Linked DNA regions of Mus musculus: region 1 is linked to region 2. Evidence: chromatin contacts called from public HiChIP or PLAC-seq data. All regions are on one chromosome and are shown on one strand. The core of a region is the stretch at or near the end of the contact, and the rest is flanking DNA. Distances in the headings are between cores, read along the strand shown.

Region 1 (5,568 bases), core at 2,617-5,116, 530 kb before region 2:
GACGGGGGTAGTAAATTGTCAGTGTCTGGCCGGGTGTCTTAGATGCTGGCTGAGTCAAAGAGAATTCTGACAAAGAGAAATTGCTCCAAGAAAACATTTTCAATACCAGACGGACAGAGGAGTCGTCAGCCAGAGCTGCTGTGACAAGAGAACATGGCCGACCATCTCAATGGACTTCACTAGGGTGGATGTAAGAGAAGGGTCTAAGATTTCTGTCCCGTGACTGACAAAGAGGAAAGAGGAAGAGGAGGAAGAGGATGAGGAAGGGAAGGAAGAGGAGGAGGAAGGGGAGGAAGAGGAGATGGAGGAAGAAGAGGAGGAGGACAACGAGGAGGAGCTATGCTCTCCTGAGGTAAAATTCGGTTCCTCACCTCTCTGGCCTCTTAGGATCGAATATGAAGAGGAGCCCAGGTCTGGGGCGGCTACCAGTGAGCACACAGTGCTCCTGACCCATTCTGCTTAGCACTGTGGAGTGGTGACCTCGCAGCTTCTCAGAAGAAGCCTACTTGAAAGCAGGAAGAATTTAAAAGTGTCAGGCACTCAGGGAGTGTTGTGTCCTCTGAACCCTGTATGTCTTGGTTTTCTCACATCTAAAAGGATGATTGTAGAGGGTCCGACAAAGAACCCCGGGGGTGGGGGGTTGTTTTCAACGTAACTTAAAGTAGGATCTCGGTACTCACTGAATACATTACCTTCCCTCAATAACAGGTTCTTCAGGAGATGTAGCTGAAAACGGTTGGTGACCAATCAGTCCTGTGTGAGGTGAGTTTTATAAGGGAGTCCTGATCTTTTGTGAGCTAAGAGACACTGAGTAGAGGAGATACGTCAGAAGAAACAAGAAAAACAAAGGTAAGGCTCTACAGACGGCAGCCTTCTCACCACGGTACCCAAACTCTCTTCCCAGTCTGTTTTTAAGTCTCCTTCTGGCATCGAACAAGTCTTTTTTCTGAGCCGGCGATGTTTCATTTAGAAGTGGAAGGCACTGAGCTGAGCTGTACCTCAGACCCATTTACTCCGGGACAGTAGATGAGGCAGGTGTGTGCTCGGGTACTTCTGCAAGGAGGACCATGTGTAAAGCGAGTCAGAGGTGGTTTAAGGAAATGAAATGAGTCGTCTTTCCGCATGTATGAGTGTGTGGAGACCTGACCAGGATAAAACAACTACCATTGTGTGCTTGTGCTCACTGCTCGTGGGTCAGGCCCTAGGACACACGGTACAGATGGCTCCATCCGGCCCTTTCCACGAGCTTTAGTGTTTGACGTGACTCATTAAGAGAAGATGGAAGTTTGTCTTCCCTAGGGAGGAGGGAGAGCAGCTTATGTGGCTTAGCACTCGCTGGCACTCTCCTTTGTGTTATGGTTTCGTTTTATGTGTGTGAGTGTAGTTGTCTTAGTCAGGGTTTCTATTCCTGCACAAACATCATGACCAAGAAGCAAGTTGGGGAGGAAAGGGTTTATTCGGCTTACACTTCCATGCTGTTGTTCATCACCAAAGGAAGTCAGGACTGGAACTCAAGCAGGTCAGGGAGCAGGAGCTGATGCAGAGGCCATGGAGGGATATTCTTTACTGGCTTGCTTCCCCTGGCTTGCTCAGCCTGCTCTCTTATAGAACCACCCACAGGGGGCCCTCCCCCCTTGATCACTAATTGAGAAAATGCCTTACAGCTGGATCTCATGGAGGCATTTCCTCAAGGGAGGCTCCTTTCTCTGTGATAACTCCAGCTGTGTCAAGTTGACACAAAACTAGCCAGTACAGTAGTAGAACCAGTTTAAACTTAACCCCCGTCTAGCTTACAAATGACTGAGAGACTCACTCTATCAGTCTTTTATTTGGCCTTGACAATTACTAAGGGGATAACTCTTAACCTACTTTTCTAACTTCTGGCCTGGTTACTACCCTACAGTGTACCCTAAATACTTGCTGTTTCTCCTGGCCATTTGCTCATGGCCCATCTCCCCTTTTGGCTGCTTCCTTCCTCTCCTCTCCTCTCCTTCTTCCTACTTTCCTCCCTCTACAACTCCCAAACAGGTAACTCAAACCCCTCCTCCCTCCCTTCCACTCCCCACCTCCACCCCCAGTAATTGGCTGTAGCCATTTTTATTTAACCAACAGTTTGAAATTAAGGAACAAGGTTTGCACAAAGAAAGCATGAGAATTTACTCGTAGGCAACTAGACCTCTGGGTACAGAATTTAGCATTTATGATAGATACATAGCAACAGACCAAGCCTCAACATGTGAGTGTTTGCATGTATGTCTATGCACCATGTATACCTGGTGTCCATGGAGATCAGAAGGGGGTGTCAGAGCCCCTGGAACGGGAGTTACAGATAGTTGGGAACCACGGCTGCTTGAAAGTAAAACCAGGTCCTGTATTTGCCAGGGCTCTTAACTGCTGAGCAGTTTCTACAGTCAGGTGTCTTACAGACATTTTTTTATAATCCTCGCAATAACTCTGTAAGGTAGCACAAGCCTGAGCTCATTTTCTGCGGTTATGTAATGACGTGTCCTAGAGTCAGAGGCTCCAGGTGATGCTGAGATGCTGTCTCCAAGTCTTGCTGGTCCTCTGCTCAGGGCCTGCAGGATGCAGGCAAAGGGACAGTTAGACTGCAATCTTGCCTTTCTCTTGCACTCAAGTCATCTTCTTGTCTGTCGGCCCTGGAAGCAGCCTTCTGCGGAAGTGCTAGCTCACATCTCTATGGTTGTCCGTCTGATGGTCCTGAATTCTAACTGTCTTGGCACTGACTGGCAGGACTGCTGAGGGGCTGGTGGAGGGTGCTGGGGGGGGAGCTGGGGGGGGGGGGTCAGGGGTGGAATCTTCTGATCACCTGATCATTTCCCCTTTGTGAACTCATTGTCCATTGATTCAATACCTCAGTTACATCTATGCATCCTTTACCTTTGCCATAGCACACGAGGTGACCCCAGGTATTGATCGTGACCCCAGGCATTGATCGTGCACAGTCGCAGGTACCGCACTCGAGAGGAGCAGGTTAGGGTTGAGAGAGCCTGATGAAAAATCCTGTCTGTCCCCAGCTCTGATTTAGAAGGCCCAGGTGCAGTCCTACAGTCCCCGGGCAACACAGAGTGACACTGAACTTCCCAGCAAGTGAGAGAGGCCTGCATCCAAGGCCCCCTCCTATACCAAATCCTCATTCCAAGAGCGCACCTCACAATCCTGCAACCAGTCCTTCGGTGGCAGCGTCTGAAAGCATGCACAGTTCAATGACTTCTTGCAGACACAGGAAATCCACGCACTCAAGTCCAGCTCGAGATGTTCCTCGGAGCTCTTCAGAGTCGGCACTGCAACACAAAGGAGCAGGCAGCCTTCCTCCAGACTCCTCTCTAGGATTTGCCCAGGTATAGTGCCACCACTTGGGGGGGGGTTTCTTGCCTCAGCTTGTGGTCATGCCTCTGCCTGCCCGTGAGCCTCTCACAGATGAGGCATTCAAGAAACTTGGTGGTGTAAGCCTGTAATCCTAGTAAATTTGAGGCCAGCCTGAGCTGCGCAGCGAGAATACATTTCAAGGAAAACTAAGCCGTGAACTCTCTCCCTTACTAGGTAATAATCATCGCTCAGACTCTTACATTCCTGCTCGAAGTACCATGTACTTGGCAGCATTCGAGGTAACTGTTTATTGCATACGGAGCCCTGTGAGTTAATACAGATAGCGCCATTAGCCCCGTGGCCATCTTGGCTGAGGCTGGGAAATACAATCGCTACAAGCCTGCTGGGACCCATCTTTCTCTCCCCAGCATGGATAGAAGATGAAGTCCATCCCCTGCTCTGGAGAGCAGGGTATGAGGAGCTATTTGGTACCTGTACCCTCTGCTGAGCCCCTCAACACTCTGTCACCCTTTATAGGGTAGGGAGGGAGGCTCAAGGGGATTAAAAGACCCGGCTGAGGTCATGTCGTACTGCAGCCTGGATTAAGCCAGGATCACGTGATGGCAACGCCATATGTTTTCTAGTTTGAACTCCTGAATTCTCCCCCCTCCCCCCAACTCTCCCTCCTCCCTTTCAGGTTAAGTATAATCCTAGAAGCCATGAACTGCACTTAGGTGACTGAGCTTTACAAGGATATTTAAGAGTTCTAATGGAGCTTTTTAACAGAAAGGCACATACACACATGCGCGCGCGCGCGTGTCTTTTGGGATGTCTGTTGGGGTGGGAAATGCACCTTACAATGAACAGCGCTGGCCCCAGGACAGCCTGTGAGCCACAGAAATGGTGGACAGGCACATTGTCAGTGGTTTAGCATGCTTTTGGCGCCATCTAGTGGTCGGAGGGGGGAATGTGCCTCTGAGAAAACCCATTCTCCCCCAAGTCATTGGAGCGTGCTTGCCTCCAGGTGAGTAACGTTAGAGCACAGGTTACCCATGATCCTTCCTACTGTGCGCACGGATGTATTTGTCTTTCCTCGTGAGCTCAAGTGTTTTTTTTTTTTTTTTCTATTTCCAAGTCTTCCTACGTTTAAAGAGAAATTCTTTAAAAAGAATTTCCAGAAGCTGGGCGTGGTGGCACACGCCTTTAATCCCAGCACTCGGGAGGCAGAGGCAGAGGCAGGCGGATTTCTGAGTTCGAGGCCAGCCTGGTCTACAAAGTGAGCTCCAGGACAGCCAGGCCTATACAGAGAAACCCTGTCTCGAAAAACAAAAAGAAAAAGAAAAAGAAAAAGAAAAAAAAAGAAGAAGAATTTCCAGAAGATTCGTGTTTTAGATCACTCTTCATACAACAATGCGTAGTTTATCTGGGTCCCCTACGCTGGCATGGACAAGCCTCGTGCTGTAGGAATACCCCAGACCGGCTTTAGGCAGAGGTCAGATGCCTCAGAGCGCCACTTCACTGGCAAACCCACGGCTTCCGCGTATTTCCCAGCAACCTCGGGCCAGGCTTCTGTGAGGACGGTGACGTTTGCGTGGCAATCCTATAAGGTTGGTGTGATTGTTCCCATCTGATAGCTGTAACGCACCCAGTGAGGTTGTGACAAAAAGCGATTGGTGAATTGCGTGGTGAGTGAGAAGCCAAAAGCGGCAGACGGGAGGCCAAAAGCAGGGGAAAGACTGATCACAAAACAGCGCTGCCCCCAAAGAAGGCACAGGGAGAGCGCACATACTCCTGTGGGGGTCGGCCCACTCCTAAGCATTCTCATTAAGGAGTACACGCCTGGGCTTGTTTAAGATCATAAAGCCCATGTTTAAAATACTAAAGCAAAAACGAGCATACCCCTGGGGCATGCTAGTTTGCCCCATAGAATTTTAGATGAAAATAAATGAAAAGCTACTTTGAAGGAGCATTAATAAGAGGGGTTTCACCAAAGGTGCCTACCTCACTCCGGGACAAAGAGTATCACACAGGTTCATTCCCTGTCAGGCAGGCCCGTTTACCTAACTTCCCCTGATTTCTTCTAAAGCGGTGTCTCTACTCTGAGCATTTTGTTTTGCCCTTTATTTAGATATATTATCTTTCTCTAAGGAAGATACTTAAACCCTGTAAAGGGATCGTTCCATTCCGTGTCATCTTTATTTGTACAGATTCTCACAGATTGATTATCTATTCAAGGGCTTC
Region 2 (5,720 bases), core at 1,665-4,164:
TCTATCCAGATCTTGAATTGATTTTTCTAATCCATTGATCTCCTTGTATCCTTGTTGAAGTCAGTTTTATAAGTAGAGTTTTGAATTCTTTGTCGTTTCATCCATTTCATGATTTTTTTTTTAATATGGCATAGAATTCAGGATCTTTGGGAATACTGTCTGACCTTGATTTTGTTGTTGTTTCTTGTGGTTTTTCTATCACAGTTTGGGTAACTGTGGGCTACAATGGATAATAAATAGCTCTTTTGAGTTTTATTTTGGGGTCATCCTAGATCATCTCTCTGAGAATGCTATTATTCCAGGACTGCTGGGAAAGAAACTGCTATTCCAGCAACAAACAAGGTGCGATCTGCCAGGAGAGTCTGTCCAAGCCAGCAAGTACCAGGCCTTTTCAGGGCCTTCTCTTTCTCTGTGTACCAGGAGCCTCTGCTGGCCATACTTCGCTTTGCAGCCTGTGGGTGAGGCAGGTCCTCCCAGACTTCAGAGATTTCCGGTTGGTACCCCTAGGCTGGCTAATGTCTCAAGTATGTTGTGTAGTGGGGAACGCAAGCAGATCCACTGAGGACTGTACTGTAGGGTCAGGTTTTGTGCTCCCCCAGTGCAGCTGCAGTCACCCCGCAGAGAAGATTGAGCTATGAAGTCCAAACACTCTCCTGGAACTTGAGTTCTTACGTCACCAGTAGCGAGCCCCCAAACAGATAGCTAGCTCCCAGAGTTTGGAATGTCCACTGGCATTAGGCTCAGCACGATCATTCTCTGCAGTTATCCCTCAGGTGAGTCTGGCCCCAGCAACCAAGGGTCAGGACTGCTGACCACAGTGCCCTTCATTGCTGAATTCCTCAAGATATCTGCATTGGACCTTCTTCTCTGCAACCACCTTCCATGGCTGACTACTAGCCAAGTGCCGCAGCAGGTTGTAGGTTTCTATTCTGTGATGGTTCTACTCTCTCAGGCTCTGGGATTACCTTGGTCTGAAACAACAGGTTTCTTCCGGTATGACTCAGGCACAGAGTGGCAAAATGGTCCTTGTCCTACTTTGTTTTCTGAACTGAGACATCGCAGCAGAAACTCAGGCAGTAACTGAAGCAAGAACCATGCTGACTGGCTTGCTGTCTGGCCCACCCTCAGCGAGTTTACTTATGTAGTAGCCCAGACCCACCCGCCTAGGGGATGGTGCTACCCACAGTGAGCTGAGCCTTCCCCCGTCAATCACTGGCCTGATTGGTGCAACCCCTCAGCTGAGGTTCCCATTTCCTAGGTGTCCCTAGGTTGTGCCAAGTTGACAGGAAAACCTAAGTCTTGGGCCTCTGCTCAAATGCTGCCCTGTTACACAGGATGACTTCCTGTCTTCTCAACTTAATCCAAGACTCACAAGAACCATTTGCTTGTCTGTTTAAAGCGTTCAATGGGCTCCTTTTGGATGAGGCTTCTGTTTGTCTTCCCCTGCTGGGAAATCGGAGAATTTAACTTACACGTGCAGGGAAAAAGTAATTTCAGTGGTAACCCTATGATGATGCTCAGTATGTGTTTCCAAGGCCTTGATAGAAGAGTTGAGGTGGGGAGTGGGTTGTGGCCCCTGTGTGTGCATCTGTGACACCTGTGTGACTCCAGTGTGTGCAGCTGCTACCCTTGTGTGTGCTGCTTGTGACCACTGTGTGCGCAGCTGTGGCCCCTGTGTGTGCATCCGTGAAACCTGTGTGTGCATCGGTGTGCACATCTGTGACATTTGTATGTACATCTGTGACTTCTATCCATGTGTCTGTGACCCCTATGTGTGCATCCGTGTGGCTGGGAGCTTGTTGAAGACCTCTGGCTCCCTTCTTTACCATGAACAATTCTGGCCCATGTTAGACTGTCATCCCACTCTACGAGGGCATTTCCCAGTTTCATACTCAGGGCAGAAGGAACAGGAAGAACGAAGGAAAAGACACGTCCCACTCTCTACGATACTCTTTGCTCTTACTGTGCATTCTCTAAATGCACTGAGTGTCAGCTGCATCTGCTGGCATGGGAGGGTAATCTGGGGTGACGGCAGAAACAGAATCGTAGGGCAAAGTCCAGCTCAGGCATCCCCACAGCTTCGGCTCACTACATATCTTGATATGCCCTAAAAAACAAACAAACAAACAAACAAACAAAAAAAAACCCAAAACCCAAAAACCAAAACAAAACAAAAAAAAACCCAAAAAACCAGGCAGTAAAAAGTAGAGAAATGGCGGGAGAGGTGACGCCCAGCTATAGTCCAAGTGCTCAGGAGACTGATGCAGGATTGCCACAAGTTAGAGTCTAGCCTGGGCTACATAGTGTGAGACCTTGTCTCAGTAAACTGAACAAGGAAGTGAAGGGGAGCTGGAACGGGGAGGGAGGAAAGGCAGGAAGTGAAGGTTGGATGAATATGGCCATGTTATGAGGACCGGCTAAAGGAAAGCAGCAAGGGCTTGCAGCTGGAAGAACTGCAGTAAGAGGCGTGGGGAACGAAGCAGCCCCCTGCCGAGGTGGCCTCTTTGGCTCAGCTCCAGTCCTGCAGGACGCTTAGGAGTATTTACCACCGTCTTTGAAGAGCTCTCTCTACCTGGTCTCTCCAAGGTGACCTGAACTACAGAGCACAACAGCAAGCCCTGAGCAGTCGTCCTGTTTGGGCCTGATCTGGCCTGCTGTGCTTGACTCTTGTCGGAACCAAGGCTACTGCAAGGTCAGAACAGTGTTGTCTTGGCGCTGTTAGCCTTGAAGATGGATGTGGTGTCCCGGTCAGGTCATCAAGACTATCTAGTCCTTAGTGATGAGGATGCCTGATGTCTCCTGTGAACAAATCCTCCTGAAAAGATGCTGTGTCTGCCGAGACTGATGGCCTGATGAGGGTTCCAGCTGTTCTATGGGGAGGTTGGAATGTAGCAAGTCCAGACACTGCTTGCCTTATTTTCGACTAGTTCAAACCTCAGAATAGCTATTCCCTGACCAACTCTGTGTCAGAGCAAACACCCTGTGACTAATAACCTCTTGGAACCTAGCCACTTAACAGACAACTAGCTTCTGCCAGCCCCAAAGCTCATATAATGTCTTGGGTCTATAGATAGAAGCTTCTCTTATCTCTTGCCTGACTCTCTGATGTACCCGCCAACATATTTTAAACTTGTCTTGATTTATGACTTTGTTCTGTAAAATTATTAAAAAAAAAAAAAAAACTAAACAAAACTGCTTCCAAATTGCAAGTGGGATTTGGAGTGATCGAAATCTGTGGTCCTCAGCCTGTGGTCACTCAACCTGGCTGCAGAAGAAACTCTCATTCCCTTTAAGATGAGAGCCCTGGTTTTTGTTTTGCTTCAACACTACCGAGTCAAGTGTGAGTTTGACCCAAAGTAAAGGAGGCAGATACAAAACAAAGGCAGAGTGTCAGGCCTTTCACCCAGTCCTTGTGGGCTCAAGTGTGGAATCAGCCTTTTTAGCAAAAACGGGTTTGAGGCAACTATTATCACGAGGTATCATTTTGGACTTTTAGGAAATTCCTAGGCTAAATTGAGGCTCATGACCTTACGAAGCATGCACCCCTTCAACAGAACACATGTTTATCCGTGTATGATATCCCAGCTCATGGAAGATTCTAGTTCTTTGTACCTTCTTCTCCTTCTCCTCCTCCTTCTCTTCTTCATCTTCCTTCTCCTTCTCTTCTTCCTCCTCGTTATTTATTATGATTATCATCATCATCATTATTATTATATCTGAGAACTGAACCTGGGGCCCCCTGAGGCTGCTAAGAACAAGCACTCTACCACTGAGCGATACCACCTACACTGTCTTATAAAAACACTCGTCTTGGCACTATAGACGGCTCAGCAGATTAGAGCACTGGCTGCTCTTCCAGAGGATCTGGGTTTGGCTCCCAGCACCTCTTTGGCAGCTCACCATTGTTTATAACTCCAGTTCCAGGGAATCGACACCGTCTTCCGAGGTCTTTGGTGCACTCTTTGGTACAGGTAGACATGCTATCCTGCAACCCACTATGTAGACAAGGCTAGCCTCACACTCTCAGAGATCTGCCTGCCTCTGCCTCCTGAATGCTAGGATTAGAGCCCCCACATCTGAAGAAGCACTTTTGGATTTAATGACATATTTATTAAAAAGGAAACTATTAAGAAAGACGTTTCTTGTTATTGCATAGGTTATGTATCATTTAAAAAAAAAACCAGTTTCTATTAACTCAGAAATATTAAAACCACCAGTCCTTGGGATGACGGTGCCCTTCTTTGGTGCTAACCATTGTGAACAGTTCCCTCCATTGTCTCCAGGCACTCTCTCTGTTCCCCCTCCATTCTGTCAGGTGTCAGGATGTTGGGGCAGGCATATTAACTAGGCTCTCTTTTCAGGGAAGAGAGAAGGTCTGTGTGAAACTGGGACAGAGCGATCCTTCATTACTGTTTTTCCATTCAGCTTCTGCCAGCTGAGCACGCTGGGAATGGCAAGAATTTTCTTCCATCACTCGCCTTTGTTACAGTTCTCCGGGGCTTTGGGGCCTTTTGGCTTCTGCCCTTGACTCTCCCTGGCCTTGACTGTGGCTGCTCTGCATTCCTGGGCAGGGCTGGAGCTTCTAATTGGGAGCTGGCACCTGAGGCCTATCTGCAAACTGGCCACAGACTAGCTTTGTCCCCGGCTGCCTCTGACTCTCCAGGGATAGATCATTCTCTGAAAACTCACTCTGCAGGATCCGTCTTCCAAGATCCGTCTCCAAGATCCGGAACCTGAAGCCAGAATGTCTGGCAGGGCTAACTCTTCATCTGGGGAGCAGAGCCCAGCTGGAGACATATTTGTTTGGAAACTTCATGTCTTTTCCTCTACGGCTCATTCCTGACCTGCAGTTTTGCTACTGTGAAATTTATGAAGTCATCGCATGTGATTAAAGAAGCTTGTTTGGAGAATTTCCTGGCATAATACTTTCACTGTATTCGAGAAAGGGGGAAAGAGGGAGGGAGGAAGGAAGCAGGGGGATGGAAAAGAGGGAGGATGAAGGGAGGAGAGAGAGGGGTGTGTGTGTGCGTGTATGCGTGTGTGTGTGTGTGTGTGTGAGAAAGAGAGAGAGAGAGAGAGAGAGAGAGAGAGAACAGTCAATAGGCACTCAAAAATGCCCATATGGAATGTGGAATCCTGGCAACTTCTTTCTCTTGTTCTGTGACCTTAACTACACGCTAAATCTGAGCAATTGATCCTAGGCTAGAACCCCTAACTCTCAGATAAAATAGCTCCTTTCTCTCAGTTTATTACCTCAGATACTTTGTTAGCGTGACAAGAAGCTGACCGCTGCAACATTCACCCGCCAAAGCTGAGTAGCCCAGCATGCTGAAGGGCATTCCTTTCTTACGATGTAGACAACCTTAAAACGCCAAGTAGTTAAGGCTGGGGAGACAGCTGGGAAGTTGTTAAAAGTGGACGTTGCTCTTCCAGAGGACCGGAATTTGGTTCCCAGCACCCATGTTGGGCAGCTCACCACCACCTCTGTAGGTCCAGATCCAAGGGGATTTGGACATAGACACACACACACACATACACACACACACTAAAAATAAAAATGAAATCTTAAAAAACAAAACAAAACTAGGGGCTGGAGAGATGGTTCAGTTAAGAGCACCTACTGTTCTTCCAAAGGTCCCCACTTTAATTCCCAGCACCCACATGGTGGCTCACAACTATCCGTAATGCCCTCTTCTGACGTGTCTGAAGACAGCTACAGT

What was found. HiChIP or PLAC-seq counts read pairs in DNA pulled down with a chosen protein or histone mark.
Region 1: an HNF4G HiChIP or PLAC-seq map of pancreatic cancer cells shows a contact between it and region 2. The contact joins two enhancer-like sites.

What each region holds. Positions count from the first base shown.
Region 1 is chr17:66,234,014-66,239,581 of GRCm38.p6, reverse strand. No RefSeq gene overlaps it. Among named protein-coding and RNA genes, the nearest start is that of Gm20742, 44 kb to the right of the region's middle. Within about 2 kb of position 3,866, at least 30 of the 459 cell types and tissues checked have an H3K27ac peak or open chromatin away from gene starts, as enhancers often do. A contact at or near this core is called in pancreatic cancer cells, where this site is marked.
Region 2 is chr17:65,701,120-65,706,839 of GRCm38.p6, reverse strand. The region is part of intron 3 of Rab31 (RAB31, member RAS oncogene family); the gene reads left to right. Among named protein-coding and RNA genes, the nearest start is that of Gm35477, 62 kb to the right of the region's middle. Within about 2 kb of position 2,914, at least 160 of the 459 cell types and tissues checked have an H3K27ac peak or open chromatin away from gene starts, as enhancers often do. A contact at or near this core is called in pancreatic cancer cells, where this site is marked.